Linked DNA regions of Macaca mulatta: region 2 is linked to region 1. A link is a contact called in public Hi-C data. All regions are on one chromosome and are shown on one strand. The core of a region is the stretch at or near the end of the contact, and the rest is flanking DNA. Distances in the headings are between cores, read along the strand shown.

The links. A called contact is a pair of places that touch in the nucleus more often than the background predicts.
Region 2: a contact with region 1 is called in a Hi-C map of liver, with 4 times the contacts expected there. The contact joins the promoter of SMARCAL1 here to the promoter of XRCC5 in region 1. A contact is called at or near these places in 2 of 14 Hi-C or Micro-C datasets (blood and liver).

What each region holds. Positions count from the first base shown.
Region 1 is chr12:121,317,234-121,320,043 of T2T-MMU8v2.0, forward strand. XRCC5 (X-ray repair cross complementing 5) reads left to right here and starts at 1,343. Exons shown (of 21, transcript NM_001257366.1): 1 at 1,343-1,491. The coding sequence starts at 1,471.
Region 2 is chr12:121,616,067-121,618,766 of T2T-MMU8v2.0, forward strand. SMARCAL1 (SWI/SNF related, matrix associated, actin dependent regulator of chromatin, subfamily a like 1) reads left to right here and starts at 1,302. Exons shown (of 18, transcript XM_077957521.1): 1 at 1,302-1,570; 2 at 2,680-2,700.

The DNA.
Region 1 (2,810 bases), core at 93-2,592:
GATTTAGCTGACAACCTCGCAGATCTTCACCGCCCCTTCTGCTGAGCTGATCTTTCTCTCAGGAATCTTACCCGCAGGGAAGGGCGAGTGTCCGTGCCTGCCTGCCTGCCGCAGCCCGCGTAAAGCTGAGCGGCCAGGGCACTGCTGTTCCTTAAAAGTATTATTCAAAATAATTATTTCAGCTTTTAAATAACTCCTTGAGTTTGAATCAAAAGCTGAAGAGCCGGGGCTCTATGTGCACGTCTGAAAATGTCTTACTCTACATCCTAGAGGTTTCAATGTATTTATAATTTTGGCTCATGGATTCTCCACATCTTTTCAGCTTCGATTCTTGCTTTTCCCAGAAACAATTTTCAAGCAGGAGAGAATATTTATTGGACTTGATTTTCTCAGTTTGGGCAGAGGTTTGCAGACACTGCAGGTTGCCAGACCCTTCGTCCAGCCACCTGTCAGCCGGGGGTCATTTGGTAGAGAAAGCAGTCATTTCTATGCAAGTTACTGCTCGGGCCTGCCTCCCTCAAAGGGTTAGGGGCTGCGGGCTGGACAGAGGGCTCGTAGTCAAGTAAAGCACTGTGATGACAGCTGCTATTTCTATAATATCTCCCTAGACTTGTCTCCTAAATTAAACCTCGACTCCTCCCTTCCAAGTTGCAGCCACTGATAACTACTGACAGAGCCTTAGCAGATAACGTCTCATGCCTCCAGGCGTTCGTGCATCCCATTTTCTCTGGAAGAATTTCCTTTTTACTTTTGTGCTCATGGGGAAGTCCTACTCTTCCTGAGTAGGTTCTAAGTTTATCACATCGGTGAAATGTTTCATTATCACACATTTTAGAAGAAATTTTTCTGCATTCATACTCAAGAAAATGTAACTCCAAAATAACCAAAAATAAAATAAAAAGTAGAAAAAAATCCACAAATGATAAGAGAACAAAAAATAAAAAGTTAAAAAAAATGAAAAAATGAAATTAAAAAAAGATTTTTTAAAAAAGTAAAAAAAAAGAAAAGAAAATCTAACTTCACAGCTCTGACACAAAATGCCGTAGGTGTTTTTCTCAATGAGCGAAAAGGGAAGTGAATCTTTAAGTGATTAAGCGAATCGTTCAGTAAATTTGTCGTACTAGCGTTTCAAGACGCTCAAGGACCACAGGCTCCCGAGTAGGGTGTAATGGAGGGAATCTGCGCATGCTCGGCGGGAATCGGCGCATACTCGGCGGGAATCTGCGCATGCTCGGCGGGAATCTGCGCATGCTCGGCGGGAATCTGCGCAAGCTCGGCGGGAGTCTGCGCAAGCTCGGCAGGAGTCTGCGCATGCTCAGAGCTGCGGGGCACGGTTTCCCCGCCCCTTTCAGGCCTAGCAGGAAGCGAAGCGGTTCTTCCCGCTATCTGCCGCTAGTCCACCGGAAGCGAGTTGCGAGACGGCAGGTTCCCGCCCGGAAGAAGCGACCAAAGCGCCTGAGGACCGGCAACATGGTGCGGTCGGGGAATAAGGTATAAAGAAAGCCATGGGCTTGGGCCTTACCCTTGCGGGGGGATCCGGAGAGGGTGGTTCGGAAGCGGGAATCGTGGGATCACGGCCATGCCAAAGAATGGGGCAAGAGAAGATCGTGGTGGTGGGCTCAGTCAGGAGGGCCGGGACCGAGGGATGCGCTATGAGAAAAGCTGGGGATTTCGGGTTCCAAGACCTGAATTTGAGCCTCGCTGACTCCATATTTTCCACTACCCACCCATCCCATCCCTTTTCTCCCTCTCTATCTGCTCTTTGTCTCACCTCCCTCCCCACCCGCCTCCCCCTCTCTCCCTTTATCCCATTCCACTCCTTAACCCCACTTCCTCTATTACTTCGGAGCCTGGGTTCTTAAGATCTTTATGAGAGTGAAAATTAGCTGTGATAAAGCAACTACCCACAGGGCTTGTTGTAAAACTTAAGGACTATCTGTGACTAAAATAACTTAAAATGCAAAGTGTCGTATTATTACCTTTATAATAACGTAATATCCCGCATTTATTGAAAGCCTACTCTGTGAGGGACGGATGTAAACCTTTTATTCCTATCTCATTTAATCTTCACAGCCCCTTGAAGTGAAAACTACCCCCATTTTGCAAGTGGGAAAACCGAGGAATAAAGAACTGTGGGCTTTTCGTGGTGAAATCCGGATTTGAATCCAAGCAGTCTGGTTTCAGGGCCCTGGAGAACCCCTGTGTTGCTAGAAATCTATGACCGTTGGTGTCCCAGATCAATAACAGAAATTACAATGAATTTTAAAGTGATTTTTTTTTTTCAACATAAAAGGGTGGTAGTTGTCTCCGAAGGGTCACTAGAGGGAGATGTGGTTCCAGGGATTAATGAATTCATTCACTACAGATAAACAAGAAACGAGTTTGAGCACTCGTCATTGAGAAATGTTGATTAAAACGATCATGAGCTTTTAATAATGCCACTCACCTCCTTTGTTCCTCCTCTTTCAGCTCCTGAAAACTTTGTAGCTCTAGTGGAGGAGCTGTTTGTGGCAGATGGACTGGAAGTAAAATTCTAACAGCTTGTATTGCTTTGGTATAGAAATGAAGAGTTGCTATGCTGCCCAGTTTCTTTTTCTCAGTTTTCTTACTGCTGCCAGATAGGAACTCGGATATATAGACCACTCTGCTTCCAGACAAGAAGTTCTATATTTGAAAACCTTTGATGGCATTTTCTGCATACCTAATTCATGACAAAGTGCTTTAGTCCTCTATAGAGTTTTCTGGTTTAAAAGTAGCTTTTGTGGATGTGTGTCAAATAAGTGCAACAGCATATTTTGTGACTCAAGTTT
Region 2 (2,700 bases), core at 52-2,551, 300 kb after region 1:
GAGACCAAGGCAGGTGGATCACTTGAGGTCAGGAGTTCGAAATCAGCCTGGCCAACATGGTGAAACTCTGTCTCTACTAAAAATACAAAAATTAACCAGGCATGGTGGCGTGCACCCATAATCCCAGCTATTTGGGAGGCTGAGGCAGGAGAATCATTTGAACCCAGGAGGCGGAGGCTGCAGTGAGCCAAGATCACACCACTGCACTCAGTCTGGGCAACAGAATGAGACTCTGTCAAAAAGAAAAAAAAAAGCAAGGAAGGAAGGAGGAAGGAAGATTATTTATTGCTTCAAAAGTCACACAAGTTCTACATTATTATTTTAGAAAATTCAAATCATTCTGAAAAATAGAGATTAAAAAGCTGAAAACTGTATTCCATGCCACTCTGCTCCTGGACAGTTTGGTGAGTTTTCAAATTTCCTTCCCAGACCTTTATGAGTTTACATACATGTATAGGTGAGGATTAAAAAAACAAACAAACAAAAAAAGAATCAAACTACACACATTGCTGTGCTTCCTTTTTCTTAGCATGTCTTGTCCATTTTTTTCCAAATCCTTTAGTAGACATGTTTGTTTTTAAATAAGCCATGTTTGAAAATAGAACAATAGCAACATTGATATGCACACTGATGATAAAGAAATATTATATTTATCACCAATGGTACTCAGGATAGCTCAGGATGTTGGTGCTCAGGATGGGGTAAAATGACTCAAGTCTCATGACTCATCTTCTCTCAAGAGGAGGGACTATGGAATCAGAATCACAAGCTAGCTTAATAAAGCCTTGAGAAATATTATCAACTAGCTGTCTCAATTTCCCCCTCTGTAAAATGGGGACAAGAATGTGTTCCATAGGGTGTTGTGCGGTTAAATGAGGTGACTCATATTTATGCTAAACGCAGTGACTGATGACTGCAATGATGACGACGATGGCAGGCGGGCGCAGCGGGTAGGGCTTAAATTGCAAGTGTAGCAACACCAGTAATGGATGCCCCGGGGAGATACTTTTTATTAAGAGCTGCCAAGTTAGTATGGCTGTCTGGGATGCCCTCTGGAGACACGAGACTCCGGATTTGGGAACCTCAATGTCCCAGGCTTTCAGGACCTGGCGTTTGGCTAAACCTCTGGAGAACTACAACTTCCAGGGTGCACCACTTTCTCGCCGCCCGTGACGTTGCAGCTCCCGTTTCTCGCCAGGCTCCCGTCCCGAACTACAAGTCCCAGAAGACCCTGCAGCCCCGCTCGCGTTCTCGTCTTACTTTTGGAAGCGAAACTGAGGCCGCGTTGCCTGCTGGGAAGTGTAGTTCAGCGGTAGCCGAGCCCTTCAGACCTGGCCGCTACAATAAGGCGGGTGAACTCGCAGCGCTTGAATACCCAGGGCCTAACCGTCCACTCGGAAGACTGGCCCCTCTCGGGAGGCTCTGGAGTCGCGCCTGGGGTCAGGGCCGGGGGCTAATGCGGCTCGCGTTCTGGGCCTCCCTGGGTGAGAAAGTGGTAGACTGGCAGGAAGGCGGCGGAGGCGGACGAGACCAATGCCAGCCTGGAGGAGGAAGTGGGCCAGTGGGAAGGGTGAATCCAAGTGGAGATCGTAGGGGTGGGAGTGGGGCGTGGCGCCCGCTTACCTTGAGGCCGGGTGAGGCGCGCCCCGAAATGCCGGGGAGGTAGAGGTCCCTGCCTAGAGAGGAAGAGGGGCGCCCATGTGGCGGGATGGATTTATGGTTTGGGGCTGATCAGTGGGTCTTATGGCCTCATCTCCCTGGTTAATGGAGACAGCTCACCAGGCCTGGGATTTGGGGAGTTTGGAGGTGCAGGAGATCCCTGGTTGGAAACTTAGGCAGTAGTGTGTTACCCAGCGAGACTGAGGGCTTCTGCTGTGCACCTCCAAAACCTTTCCCTAACCTCTTCACCCCTTCCTAACTGCTAATGGTTGAAGAAGGTGGAAGTTCTCTGGGGATAGATACTTCGTGGTGGGGGAGTGGGGAGAGGGGTTGGGTTCTGGCCAAAGGGAGCTCCAGCAGGGAAGGAAGCCTTTGAACCCTATAGCTGCTCAGAGGCCTAAGCAGTGCTACTGGAGTACCCCTACATCGTCATTCTAACCATTACACAGCATTACATTAGATGCAGGCTATTTAGTCTGAACCAAGCCAGACAAATTGGTGTCCTGCCCCCTGCTTCTAAAATACTGTAAAAATGTCTCAGCTCATAGGAAAATAAATATTCCGGGTAAATTCACGGAAAAAAATAATCATGATGCAATATGGAATGTTTACAATGTTACTACTTTATAATAAATTCTTATGTCTCCTAAATATGTGCCATATGGTTATGGATGAAAAAAAAATCCGAACTATATACTCTAAATTATTAATTTCAACTCTGGTTATTGATGGCCGGTAAGATTACAGATTAATTTTATTCTTTTTTTGTTTACATCTTTACGTAGCATCTTAATTTGCACAGTAAACACATAATTTTTTTTCTGCCCCTTATTTTCCCAGGAGAGTTAGTCAGTTGTCCCATGTGTTGTGTTCTGGAAATCAGATACTAAGGCCAGCTGCTGTGGCTTGCACTGAGCCACAGGCAGACTGATGTGCCAGGAATGATAAAAAGGGGTGAATGTGAGGGGAGAATTTAGTGTGCAGTCTATGGGAGGCTAATGCTTTTTTTCCTTCTTCTAGGTTGGAAAGAGACTATTTTAG